Linked DNA regions of Hordeum vulgare: region 1 is linked to region 2. Evidence: chromatin contacts called from public Hi-C data. All regions are on one chromosome and are shown on one strand. Each heading gives the region's core, a stretch centred on a gene start, on an enhancer-like site or on the middle of the called end of the contact. The rest is flanking DNA. Distances are from core to core; before and after follow the strand shown. Region 1 holds the start of LOC123412133 (amino acid permease 3-like). Region 2 holds the start of LOC123412894 (amino acid permease 1-like).

The links. Hi-C and Micro-C count contacts between places; a contact is called where the count stands out from the background.
Region 1: a contact with region 2 is called in a Hi-C map of leaf, with 5 times the contacts expected there. The contact joins the promoter of LOC123412133 here to the promoter of LOC123412894 in region 2. A contact is called at or near these places in 3 of 6 Hi-C or Micro-C datasets (leaf and seedling).

The regions. Positions count from the first base shown.
Region 1 is chr7H:517,419,521-517,427,103 of MorexV3_pseudomolecules_assembly, reverse strand. LOC123412133 (amino acid permease 3-like) reads left to right here and starts at 4,753. Exons shown (of 5, transcript XM_045105085.1): 1 at 4,753-5,052. The coding sequence starts at 4,920.
Region 2 is chr7H:516,951,327-516,958,462 of MorexV3_pseudomolecules_assembly, reverse strand. It overlaps LOC123412894 (amino acid permease 1-like), which reads left to right and starts at 1,890. Exons shown (of 5, transcript XM_045105853.1): 1 at 1,890-2,215; 2 at 4,631-4,864; 3 at 4,965-5,058; 4 at 5,165-5,522; 5 at 5,633-6,393. The coding sequence starts at 2,134. The coding sequence ends at 6,244.

The DNA of each region.
Region 1 (7,583 bases), core at 3,504-6,003, 470 kb before region 2:
TCCAGCTGCCTGAATTCTCCCTCTTCAAATAAACCTTGCAAAATAAGAGAGAAAAGGCATAAATATGGTACCACAAAGTAATATAACAACCCATAAATCAATAATTATCAACATGAAAGCATGATGCAAAATGGATGTATCAGTAGCCTAACTCGAGTAGAAGATGCCGAATCCAACAAGTCTTGGCCAGTGCAGTAGCAACAACACAATATTCAACTTCGACACTCGCGCGAGAGGCTGTCGGTTGTTGATGTGACAACAGTGAAATTAAATTATCTCTAAAAAGTATATAGAACCCGGACGTAGAACGGTAGGTATCCGGACATATCCAGCCCAATTAACATTCAAATAGGCAACAAAATTATGATTAGAGGAGGTCTAAACTGTAAGACCGAGACGTGTACCTTTGAGATAGTGAAGAATATGCTTGATAAGAAGAAAATGAGGCTCGGGTGGATCATGCATTTGAAGGCATACCTATTGCACGACACAAGAGATTTATGGTATGTGGGAGTGATATTGTAGAGCGCTAGCAAGACTACGATATTAAAAAGGATCAGCAATTGAAGAACCTTAGTGGTGAAGAGTTTGAGTTTAGTGTCAATACAAGTAGAAGCAGGATTACAATCACCCATGCGAGCACAAAGAAAGAATATCAAGGATGTATTGACGTTGTGATAGATGAAAAGTGAAAGCAGTAGGAGTAATAGATTTACCAAGAAAACGATGAAGAAGACCAAGGTCTTTCATAGAGAATTCGGTGCTAGTAGTGATCATCGACGTAGAAGTAAATATGCAGTGTGGTCACCGTGATGAAAAACAAAGAGAGGGGCATCACACTTAGATTCAACAAAGCTGACAAAGCGTTGAAACCATGCACGTAGATCTTCTTTAAGACCACAAAACGAATTTTGTAGACTTCATACAAGTTTAGGAGAACGGGCATCAATGAATCCAGAAGGTTGTTGACTATTCCATCCGTTCCAAAATAAATGCCGCACATTTAATACTAAATTAGTATAAATTTTGCATCAGATTAATGACATTTATTTTAGGATGAAGGGAGTATATGCTTGTTCGTCAACATTGTCGTGTAGAAATGCATTTTTAACGTCAAGTTGATGGATAAACCAGGATTTGGATAGGGCGAGGGAGAGGAGAGTGCGTATAGTTACTGGCTTGATAACTAGGCTAAATGTCTCATAAAAGTCAACACTAGGTGTTGTGTGAAGCCACGGACAACCAAACATGCTTTACGATGGGCCAAAGAGGCATCAAATTAATATTTGTAGCGAAAAATCAATTTTCCATTGACAATGTTGGCTCTAGGAGGTGAAAGCATGAGAGTCCACGTGACATATGAAGAAGTGCATCATATTCATCTTGCATACCTTGGCGACAAGCATGATTGTGTTGGAAATATGTCCCAGAGGCAATAATAAAATGGTTATTATCATATTTCCTTGTTCACGATAATCGTCTATTGTTCATGCTATAATTGTATTAACAGGAAACAGTAATACATGTGTGAATAAATAGATCACAACGTGTCCCTAGCAAGCATCTAGTTGGCTAGCTCGTTGATCAATAGATGATCATGGTTTCCTGATCATGGACATTAGATGTCATGATAATGGGATCACATCATTGGGAGAATGATGTGATGGACAGGACCCAATCCTAAGCATAACACTAGATCGTGTTGTTCGTATGCTAAAGCTTTTCTAATGTCAAGTGTCTTTTCCTTCGACCGTGATATTGTGAAACTCCCGGATACCGTAGGAGTGATTTGGGTGTATCAAACGTCACAACGTAACTGGGTGACTATAAAGGTGCACTACGGGTATCTCCGGAAGTGTCTGTTGGGTTGGTACGAATCAAGATCGGGATTTCTCACTCCGTGTGACGGAGAGGTATCTCAGGGCCCACTCGGTAGAACATCATCATAATGAGCTCGGTGTGACTAAGTAGTTAGTCACAGGATGATGTGCTACAGAACAAGGAAAGAGACTTACCGGTAACGAGATTGAACAAGGTATAGGTATACCGACGATCGAATCTCGGGCAAGTTCTATACCGAGAGACAAAGGGAATTGTATACGAGATTGATTGAATCCTTCATATAGTGGTTCATCCGATGAGATCATCGTGGAAACTGTGGGAGCCACCATGGGTATCCAGATCCCGCTGTGATGGGGAACGTCGATGGTTATTGGCCGGAGAGTGTCTCGGTCATGTCTGCATGATTCCCAAACCCGTAGGGTCTACACACTTAAGGTTTGATGACGCTAGGGTTATAGGAAATTGTTATACGAGGTTACCGAAGGTTGTTCGGAGTCCCGCATGAGATCCCTGACGTCACGAGGAGCTCCGGAGTGGTCCGGAGGTAAAGATTGATATATAGGTTGGACGGGTTTGGACGCCGGAAATGTTTCAGGCGTCACCGATAGCGTACCGGGACCACCGGAAAGGGTTCCGGAGGTCCACCGGGAGGGGCCACCAGCCCCAAAAGGTGACATGGGCCAAAAGGTGGAAGGGAACCAGCCCAGAGTGGCCTGGTGCGCCTCCCACCAGGGGCCCAAGGCGCCTAGAGAGGGAAAGGGGGGAAAACCCTAAGTCTGGTAGGCCTAAGGCCCACCAGGGGTGCGCCACCCCCCTCTCCCCCTCCTGGCCGCCACCCCCCTTTCCCATCTAGGGCTGCCGCCCCCCTTTAGGGTGGGAAACCCTAAAGGGGGCGCCACCCTCCATTTCCCCTATATATAGCAGGGGGTTTTGGCCTTTGAGGATACAGTTTTTCCATCTCTCTCGGCGCAGCCTTGCTCTTCTTCTTCCTCCTCTCCCACGGTGCTTGGCGAAGCCCTGTCGGGACACCTCGTCTCTCTGTCGACACCACGCCATCGTGCTGCCGGAGATCTTCCCCAACCTCTCCCTCCTCCTTGCTGGATCTAGCTGGGGGAGACGTCACCGGGCTACACGTGTGTTGAACGCGGAGGTGCCGTGTTTCGGCACTAGATCGGAATCACACCGCAATCTGAGTCGCCGCGAGTACGACTTCATCAACCGCGTTCTAGCAACGCTTCCGCTTAGAGACCTTCAAAGGCATGAAGATGCACTCTCCCCTCTCTCGTTGCTGGTCTCTCCATAGGAAGATCTGAATATGGCGTAGGAAAATTTTGAATTTATGCTACGTTACCCAACAGATTGTGCAAGGCGAGATAGTAGTGTGGGATTGGAGAGGAAATGCTAGGGGTGAGAGTATAGGATGTCCTAGTTAAACTTTGAGAGCTATGTTTGAGCCCTGCTTCGCCCGTGTCAGAGCATAGGTTGACTCACCTATCGTCTCGTGTGCTAAAGATGATTCACCTCTACCATCTGAAAAAATGGTGGCTCCTGAGGTAGTATCTATAGTTGATGATATTGTTGCGTCTGAGATATTGATGCATGTGGTTGACAACAACTACACCAAGAAGGTGGACTCACTTGTGCCTCAGACGTTGCTTGGGCGCCCGCTTCACCTCCTTTGGAGCCTTGTCAGGTGGCCACTGATGAGGAGGGCGTTGATCTAGACGTTGATGCCACACATTCATTGGAGTCTATAGAGAGTGATGATGTTGCATCGATTCCTAACCTCGGGGACATGGTCCTCATCAAGCTTGTCTAATACATATCTAACTTGAATGCTAACACCGATAAAATGATTGAATGTACCTTGAAAAAGACGCTCAAGGGACAAATGCAAGAAGTATGGCGCTCATCCTCAATCGGGTATCGTAAAGAAGAAGCTAGCAAGTGCGATGACAAGAGCGATAAGGGGAGACAGATGTGCTTCCATGATACAATTGTATTGGCTACAAATGTGGGCTCATATGTGTCTTGTACGTATCGTTAGAGCATCCACAACCAGACTTGGCAAATCGGCCCCTTATACTTTCGCAAAAGCGCCCAAGCGGGCCTGTGGACGGGGCATGATAACCACTCATATGTCGCTTCCGACAGTCACACACCTCAAATTCGAACTATCAAGTCCATGTAAATCCATGCACGTTCATCATAAATGTGAGTATCGCTCATAATAACATTTGTTGGTAGCAAAAATATATAGCTTGAACATAAAATTTATTTCAAGTGCATAATTTAAACATGAGATCTTTGCTTTTCACAGTGGCTCAGAAGATCACTCAGAAGTTGCGCGTACACCTGATGATCTCGAAGATTCTAACACATCTGTAGAAAATTGATAAGTTAATTTGCATCTTGTTGTTTCGAGATATGGATTTGTTCTCGAGGTGTCTCAAAATCATTTGTTTGGGCTACCCGTCACCCCGGTTCTTGACAATCATTGGTTTTGGGGTCTTTGAGATGCCCGTTTGTAGATGTTCTTATATCCGCTCAAGTTGTCGGGGTTTCATTGGTGTGACCCAAATGTTTGGGGCTGATTTTGTGTTGGATCTATTCGTATGAGGACAACTTTCTCGTTTCTTAATTAAGGGATGAAGGAAAAAAGATGCCCCCCTTTAAGACAATAAACTACCAATATACCAAGCCGATCTAAAGCACCAACATTTGACCTCTCCCACGTAAGTTGGCAGCTTTGTTGGAACCCCGAAACGACCGTGGAAAGGCGTACGTAGGACGTGCATTTCCAGTGTCCTACGATGTGAACAAATAAGGATAAAGGGGAATAATTGTTAGGATAGCAGACGCGCGTGTACGGCCGTGCCCCTCGCCTCCTCCGCTATATATATACTCCAGCACAGGATGGGAGGAGAAACGCCACTCTGAACCGAGCGGCTCTTCTCTCTGATTGTCATTCACTCGTTCTGGACAGCCGCACCTACCATCCTCGCAGACAGAGACCCGGCGAGGGAGCGAGGAAGGGGGAGAGAGGAAGGGGAGAGACCACGAACGCTGACGGAGAGATGACCAAGGACGTGGAGATGGCGGCGCGGAACGGCAGCAAAGGCGCCGCCGCCGGGGAGGCGTACTACCCCTCTCCCCCGGGGCAGGGCGGCGACGTCGACGTCGACGACGACGGCAAGCAGCGGCGAACAGGTAAGCAGCAGCATCCTCAGCTCAGCTAATCACCTCCTTTAACTCGCGTCGCAGCAAAGTTGCGCAAGGGCACGCACGCTTATCATGTGTCCGGTTGAGCTCGGCTAGCTTTTCATTACGCCAAAACCCTGCCGCCGGCCGGCCGCGGCCGCCTTTCTGTGCTTGCGATATCGCCACGGTCGTGTTGTGTCGCCGCTGCCGAGCTGGGAAGCATGTGCCGCGCTGTTGGCACGACGGAGTTCGGGTGTGGATTTGCCTCCCGCTGTGGGGGACCGCGCGCACGCGATTGTGTTCAGCGAAAGGAGGAAGGCGGAGAGATGCCGGAAAGTTTAGCTGTTTTCTTGTTCGTTTTCGCGGTGGGCGGAAGAAACTAAACTACTATCATGCTCGCATGGGGAGGGTGCTGGACTTGGCCGGTCAAACGTGTTTACGTACGGTCACCGGCATGTCCTACTACTGCTCGCAAGGGTTGGACGGTTGTCGCGCCTCCCTCGGTCTTCTTTGGTTTCGTTCCAAAACCGTACGCTTGCGACCTACTCCTACACCACATCAGAGATCAGACAGAGAGGAAGAAGAAGAAAGAAAAATAACAAGCATGCCATCTGACGTGCACGTCCCAGCTAGATTTGTCTCGACACCAATATTTTTCTACCAATTATTAGCTTTTCTTTTTTGAAAGAATTCTACCAATTATTAGCTCATCAAGCAGAGACGAGCGCTCACATGGTCTCAACTCTCAAGCATGGGCGCTGCATATCGGTCCAACGGGGTCACGGGGTCAAACTCGACCGGAGGGAGAACGGCACACCTGTTCACCGTGGCGTGGATGACTATTCTACCGCTGCTCCTATGCACGGTGAACAGCTGTGCTCCTATTCCGTCGCCGTAACAGCAGAATGCTTCACCGTAATACTACTAGCTAGCGTCAAAAATAAAATAACCAGAGTGAGCTACAAAACAGTTTACTGTGAAGAAACGTCGGCTGATTGCCGTTGTCAGCGTCTGGGTAGCGTGGATGCTCCACACGGAATTACCGGCGCGCATCTCTGACCGGCAGTGGCATGCGCGTGCGTTACCGCCACTTTACAGATTCCTTGGCCTGCACGTGTTGGAAGAAAAATTAGTACTATCCGCCCTAGCTAGCCTTTTTGACAAGAGATGCTGGTAGGCCATCGGTGTAGACGGTCAGACTGAATGAGGTCATGACTGACTCCTGATTGTTCATCCTGTGTGTTGACTGCTAACCCGTCAATCTCACCAACTCGATCAGATTTCCAGTCTGAAAACCCCTCTTCGGGGTCGGGGATGGCACTCTTGCTGGTGGTTTCTTACCCGGCAGAATCTGTCTCCCTCACGCGACTGGGCCAGGTTTCCCTTTCAGCCAATTCCATTTCCATCGGACAATTTTATGGGGATGGAAACAATATCACTACCTGCACGACACACGATAAGCACCGTTAATGGAGGCGATATGAACTTTGACGCAAAATCTGACCCATGACGTTTGGAAGCCGGTCGTGAGCATGGAGGCGCGGACATCCTTTCGATTATTTTCAACGGGGCAGATACTACTCCTATGGGCAAGCATGGGGTAGGACTAGGAGGAGCGGGAAAAAGATGGGCTTGCTTCTGTCGTCTGACTCGAGAAGCTCGTCTGAGATACGGTATGGTCGTCGAGAGGCCCGCGGAGTCTGCGCGGATGAGCTCACCGATGCGATCGATGAGCAGCCGTCTCTGACCTTCCGGCGCGCGCCTCTACGCGCCACAGCAACCAAACCATGACTCGATATACGGAGTATATAATATAATATCATCTTTGTCCTAGCTAAAGCTACTCCCAAGTCAATATCCTCTCCCCCTGCCATGAGAAGAAACAAAGGTCTCAATTCCATATCCTGGAGACTGGAGTTGGCCGGCGGGAAGCAAACGCACATCATTCGGCCCGTCGTCAAGGGACATCCATGAGGCCTTGTGTTGACATTTGCTGTGAGCCCAACCTCGTTGCAGCTGAACAATGAAAAAAAAAGACAAATAGCTAGTAGCACAATCAACGAAGGCCCACGGCCTCCCCCGTTACATATTTACTGCTTGCATGGAATCTTGCGAAGCAAAGGGGGCCTAAGCATTTCTATTATTATTGGCAAGGTCAGGATTTTCTTTTGACATTAACAAGATAATCTTGAGGAGCTAGACCTTTTGAAATGTAGACACACATGGGTTAAAGATATACTCATGTTACCTCCTTTTAAGATCTCGTGATTGTGAGCAAATCTTGTTCAATTGAGTTGAACTTTAAACTTACAATTCTGTTGCAAATAAAAAAATCACTCTCTTACATTTAAGGGCTCTTTTCAAGGCTAGTTCTAATTAAGGTTTTATTAGTTTATTTCTTGAGACTAAATCAAGGATCATGCTAGATTTTTTTTATTAACTTAAGGAAATCCCTTAACTTAATGCATTAATATAATAGTTCCTTCGTTCTAACATAAGTGACGCAAATTTAGTATTAAATTAATATAAATTTTGCACTA
Region 2 (7,136 bases), core at 641-3,140:
TGGTCTCTTCAGATACCTCCTCTGGCTGTGACCGAGTGGAGTCCTTGGGGCCCGAATAATGCCACATGGCGTGGTCTCTTGCTTGGAGAGGCTGCATTCGCCGACTGAGAAATGTCTCAAGTAGGTCCATCACAGTCCGCCCGTCACAGATCATATTGACTAAAGCATTAATCAGAATTCCTACATGGATCTTCTCCTCCTGTGACACAGTTAGCGTACTGGGAGCAGTAGGTCACTCCAAAGTAAATGGGGGAAGGCCAGTCGACATATTTGGAGCCGCAATGTCTTTGCAATAAAACCAAGTTGACTGCTAGCCTCGGACAGATTCGGGAAGAATCATTTGCGGAAATGCACTCTTACTCCTCTTCTGGAGCTCCAGGCCACCACACAGTTGGATGACATGGGTTCTACTATCACTAGGATTAGCTTTCTTTACCGACTGAGAACGTATGGAGAAGATATGTTTGAAAAGTCCCTAATGCAAGGAACAAACCAAATAGCATTCGCACAACATTATGAATGTGAAAAGGTATGCAATAGTATTTGGAGGAAAGTTGTGGAGTTCAGCACCGAAGAAGTTTAAGAATCCACAGATGAATGTGTGAGGAGGCAAAGAAAAACCTCGCTCAACGTGGGTGAGGAGGAGAACTCTCTCACCTTCGCGCGGCTCTGGCTCGACTTCTCCCCCCGGTAACCTCCATGAACCGACTATCATCCCGTCGTTCACAAGATTCAGGATGTCCACCTCCTTGACGGTCAACGGGAGAAAATCCCCCTGGATCCACCCCGGCGGCGCCGCAGATCGGGCGCCCGATGGCTTCTTGGGATTAGCTCCTTTCTTGGCCTGCTCGAGCTTCCCTGTCTTCCCTTTCGTCACCTCAACGGCGGTGGTGGAGACGGACCTAAGCGACGCTCGTGAGACAGAGGTGGTGGAGAAAAAGAGGGGATTGAGGAGGAACACTACTCCAAACCCTAGTGTCGTCCCGTCTTATAGCAGCCGAGTGAGTCGCTGACCTATGGGCCCGCCCGATCTCTGTCTATCCCGGTAACAGAGGAAGCGCAATACGTGGCGATTTAGGCGGCGCGATAATCGAGGCATCGTTCTCCCACTTTTCCTGGTCGTTGCGTCATCACCGCACGGCACGCGCGTGCCAAATTTTCGAATGCCGTGAAATCCGGGCCTGACGAAGCGACCCGTCGCGTCAAGAGACCTTGTTGATCACTCGGGCCAGTTTTCACGTTCAAGTTCACTCGGGTGCATTTCAAGACAGAATCGATCACGGTGAACGACAAAGGCTTCAATCGACGCACAGTTCTGCTAAGCCCTGAAGTGCATTCGGAGTTTGCGTGTTTTATCAGAATCTGCATCAACCCCTTTCTGACTCGAAGCCCGACCCATTCGAGGGCTAGTGATGGGATATGTACCTAGGATAGGGTCATAGGCCTGATCTACATGTCACTCGGTAGAACATCCACTCGGAGACTTTCTCCTTTCACTCGACGAAAGCCTTTCACTCGGAAGAACTAGAAGCCAGTCTACCGCGGAAGATCAGAAGCCACTTCAGGGAGGCCAACGAGCGGGCACTCGATATATAGAGTTTGGGTGCAATTGATATCTTTGGAACATTAATATATTGTTTTTTAGGAAAGATATAAGATTATTGCAGGCAGCGCAGGGCATGGGACTGTAAGTTTTGACATACAAGAGAAAAAATGGGCGTCAACTTATCCTGTCCGGCGCGAGTCACCGTTTACACCGGGCGTTTCTTTCCACGTATAGCAAGGCGAGGCGGGGCCGGGGGTGGCACCCAGTTGAGAGCTAGCTCGCCGGCCCCCGCTCCGCGCCTATATATACGGCAATTCATTGGCCTCTCCTATTCCCTCTCCTGACCACACCACCACCACTTCTCCTTCCTTCCACCACCGGAGGAGCAAAGCTGCAAGGGGGGAGAGGGAACCGCAAACAATTATCTCTCTCTATCACTCCCGCACCGCATAACCCACACACGCACAACGTACATACAGATCACTCTTGTACACAGAGAGAGAGAGAGAGAAAGAGAGAGGCCAGGACCGAGGCCGAGGAGGAGATCGACGCGGAGGGAGGCGGCGGCAAGGGAGAGGCGCGGAGCCATGGAAGTCGACGGCGGCCGCCAGGCCTACCTCCCGCGCAGCGAGGGCGACGTCGACGACGACGGCAGGGAGAGGAGGACAGGTATATACGCACGACCCATCCATCCATCCATCCACCATTCCTGCTCAGCAATTCGCCTCTCCGTACGTAGATCGATCGATCCGTTCTCCGGCCGTCCGGCCGGCGGACGGATGGTGGTTGGGTTTCTTACATCATTCCTAAATCGAACGAATGAAGGAAAGGAAAGGAAGGGGAAACCGAGGCCGTCACGCGCGCGCTTCGTGAACCGGGGACGGAGAGCAAGCGCGTCGAGAGAGGCCACGTAGAGCTAGACGGCGTATACGCCATTAATGCCCTACCCGAATTCCCACGGAATTAACTCCCGACGTATACGTACAATTGCATGCGCATGGATCCTAGTAGTGCCATCGCCGGCCGCCCGTGGCGCATAGGCCAACGTTGTTTGGATCGATGCTTGCCGCCGAAGCTCCCTGCATCTCTCTCACGGCGGGCTATCAAAAATAAATTGATTGCTTTCCAGTTTCCACCGCGGGCTGCTTGCCAGAGGGCGTATGCACGCGGCCGTTTTTGTAAACCATTAATTACCGCCCTGGAATCTCCGCGGCCGTTTTTGTAAACCTAGTAGTACTACTACAGCTACCAGGGTTCCCATTTATGGCTATTCGATCGGCATGCAGATTCCAGCCGGATTCATCTGGTATCCAGTTTCCAATCTTTGAGTTATTATAGCGCTGGGTTGGCAATCCATCGGTTGGCCCTTGCTGCCTTGCAGACGTTACAGTAAATCCGTGTTTCCTTTTTTTGCGCGTCTAACTAGTTTCTATATTTGTTTTGCGGAGCGAGTTAATGATTTCATGCTTTATATCCGTGAACGATATATATAGAACCTTTGCATTCTGGGAACACAACAATTCATTCGTCCTAGTTTAAGTGGGCAAATGATTCATCATGCATATCCACAAATTCTAGGAACACCAAAAGTACAGAGCATACCACGTAGGTGCACGAGCGCACGCATTATAAACGCAGCGTTTGTCGAGTCGTGGAGTTTGAAGTTTGGTAGTCACATTATGTTTCGTCAACAGTCGTGGAGTTTGAAGTTTGGTAGTCACATTATGTTTCGTCAACAGATGTGATACGTAAAAAACAAATATAGGAGTAATACGTAAATATCTAACAGAAAATAAATAGTAATGTATTTTTCTGACGGACTGGTATTTCAATCCTACTCCCTCCGTTCCATACTATAGCAGCGTTTTTGACATTACACCAGTGTCAAAAACGTTCCTATGTTATGGAACGAAGGAAGTAGTGTAGAAAACGGACGCATATTAGTTTGGGTCGTTCACCTATGGACCAGCTTGTTCACGGGCCTACATGTCAGCCACTGCAACTCAAACCGACTTACGTTGGACAATCCACAGCCATAGAAAGCCCCATTCATTCGCTATTGCCGAACATTCTTTAGAGCAGTGTCAAGTGCTTCCAAAAACTCAAACCAATAGGATAAGGTGGGCCATAAAGCTATTCAATGACTATTATTCGAGCTAAACATGGAATCTTTTGTATGTTTGTTGCGCCAATCAACCTTTGGTTTTGGTTCCATGTTGAGTTAAATGCTTCGATCAAAATGGATTATACTACAATGAACTTTTTTTCGAACATATTCCTGGATACTGAGCATTAGTTTTTTTTCAAACATATAGAAAGGGTAAAATTAATTTCAGAAGTATCATAAATTACAAACAAGTTCAGACACTCTTCGTATTAGAGTCTTGGTCTTAAACCTCGTTATCTTTTTCTTTCTTTTTTTGAAACGGAGGCAAAAGATTTGCCTCATGCATTAATCAAGAATAGAGTAGCACAGAACAGCGATTACATGGCCACACATGGTTTTGTGTGTGGTGAGCAGTGTGGAGGTTTTGGGAGGCTTTGGCTTTCAGGAAGACAAGTTGATTCGAGATATTTCGTCACTAGCTAGCACGGTGGTAGTATCTTTCCCCTACCAAGGTAGCACCCCAGCAGCGGTCCAACCAGTTGGGGTTCCCTCCATAAAACCGGCACCTCTTCCTAGACGCGCCCCGATGAGATCGATGTGCACAGGTCAAAGAGGCCACCGAGAAAAGAACGGCTGCCATGGCAGCAGTGGCGTAGGCCACCGAGGTAGAACGCCCCTTGAATTGAATGAATGTTGCCAAATCCAGCGTCGGCGCCATGCGTCCGATATTTTCCTGATGGTTTCCCGTAGCTTTCTTTCCCTGTAGATGCTAGCGCCACCGAGCGAGAATATGTTGCCAACTCTGCTTTCTGCATGGCCATCGCCGAAAGCTCCTTATCTCCTTACCTTGGTTCACTAGCATCGGTTTGCTGTACGCGTCAACGGCAGCGACATTTTCGTCTGCATATGCATGGGTCCATGGTTTGACGGATTTCGCAGCTCATTATTGTTGCATGTTTTGTGTTGTGCACCACCAGGGACGGTATGGACGGCGGCGGCGCACATCATAACGGCGGTGATCGGGTCCGGCGTGCTGTCGCTGGCCTGGGCCATGGCGCAGCTGGGGTGGGTGGCCGGGCCGCTCTCCCTGGTGCTCTTCGCCATCATCACCTTCTACACCTGCGGCCTCCTTGCCGACTGCTACCGCGTCGGCGACCCCGTCTCCGGCAAGCGCAACTACACCTACACTGAGGCCGTCCAGTCCTACCTCGGTACGTACTCGGTGCTCATCACATTGCAAGCTTTTTCCGCCTGAAAAATGAGAACGTTGCAAGCTGAAGATGATGGTGTGTGTGTGTGTCTTGTATGCAGGCGGATGGCACGTCTGGTTCTGCGGATTCTGCCAGTACGTCAACATGTTCGGCACCGGCATTGGCTACACCATCACCGCCTCTATCAGCGCCGCGTAAGCTCCGTCGAATTTTCATTCCACAACCTGGACATATGCACGGTCGATCGATCATAGTAGTAGCAGTAACAACGTGTGACTGAGTGTTTTTGCATGCATGCAGCGCTATCAAAAAGTCCAACTGCTATCACCGGCACGGGCACAAGGCGGACTGCAGCCAGTACCTGAGCACCTACATCATCGCCTTCGGGGTGGTGCAGGTCATCTTCTGCCAGGTGCCCAACTTCCACAAGCTCTCGTGGATCTCCATCGTCGCCGCCATCATGTCCTTCTCCTACGCCACCATCGCCGTCGGCCTCTCGCTGACGCAGACCATCACGTCGCCCACGGGGAGGACGTCACTAACCGGCACGGAGGTCGGGGTGGACGTCGACTCCTCGCAGAAGGTCTGGATGACGTTCCAGGCCCTCGGCAACGTCGCCTTCGCCTACTCCTACTCCATCATCCTCATCGAGATCCAGGTACGTACATATATATATATAACTCGAGTCTCTCGAGCAGAGCAGGTGATGATGAATTGAGAGTGATGACTAATTAAGTTGCTGGCGAACAAACGATGATGTGCGCGCAGGACACGCTGCGGTCACCTCCCGGCGAGAACAAGACGATGCGGAAGGCGACGCTGATGGGCATCTCGACGACGACGGCCTTCTACATGCTGTGCGGCTGCCTGGGCTACTCGGCGTTCGGCAACGACGCCAGCGGCAACATCCTGACGGGGTTCGGCTTCTACGAGCCCTACTGGCTGGTGGACTTCGCCAACGTGTGCATCGTGGTCCACCTGGTGGGCGGGTTCCAGGTGTTCTGCCAGCCGCTGTTCGCGGCGGTGGAGGGCGGAGCGGCGCGGAGGTACCCGGCGCTGGGCCGGGAGCACGCGATGGTGTTCCGGCTGGTGTGGCGGACGGCGTTCGTGGCGCTCATCACGCTGCTGGCCATGCTGATGCCCTTCTTCAACAGCATCCTGGGGTTCCTGGGCAGCATCGCCTTCTGGCCGCTCACCGTCTTCTTCCCCGTGGAGATGTACATCCGGCAGCGGCAGATCCCGCGGTTCGGCACCAAGTGGATGGCGCTGCAGAGCCTCAGCTTCGTCTGCTTCCTCGTCACCGTCGCCGCCTGCGCCGCGTCCATCCAGGGCGTCCATGACTCGCTCAAGACCTACACGCCGTTCAAGACCAAGTCGTGAGCGACGGAGCTAATAGCGGAAAGAGATGCATGCTCCTGTCTGTCTGTCGCTGTCCCGTACTGTGTTGGTCTCTTTCTCGCCTTGTTGTAGTTCAGGATTGAATGGGGAATAACTTCAGCCGTGTGGTATCTATCTGCCTGCTCTTTTTCCGCCTTTGAGTGAATGATGCAGCAGCGCTATCTCACCGGCATGCGATGAGATGGATTAGAGTAAGGAGCGGTTCGATCGTAGACAGTAGGATGCAGTTCGATCGTGGTGGTAATGGTAGTGGATATGGTGCTCCGTGGAGAGATTTCAGACTGTTTACAGTGGGTTTATTGTAGTACTGTTATTGCTGGTAAAGGTCACTTTGTGGTAGAATTGTGTTGCGATGAACAATGATAGTGACTGGTATGCAAATCTGTACCTGTCTCATATGAGCAGAAACAAAATGGGTGGATCCTATTTGGCGCTTCAGCGCCCGTTTGCAAACGGGCGCCTCAAGTTCCTCTGCGCTGGGCCGGTCCAACTCTCCTTCTGTTATGTTTTCTTAAAACGCAAAAAACTATGCACATCCAGTGAATCAAACCAGTGACCTCCCCCTCCGAGCGAGGGACGCTGCACTAACCATACCTTTTTTTAACATAATACAGACGCAAGCGTTTATATACACGCGCATACATTCATCCTTAAGAACACACACTCGCACCATACCCTTATGAGCACATTCGAGAGACCAAGCCGGCATGTCATCTTAAGATTTACGAAGTCACCGTAGGCGTCTCGGCGTCAACGAGAACGTCTCCTCTCATTGAAAACGTATCACCGAAAATCCTGGAATAAATCCAGAAATAATGCAAGCACCGGGATTTAAAATCTGATGGGCAAGGGATACCATGATCTCCGATCACAG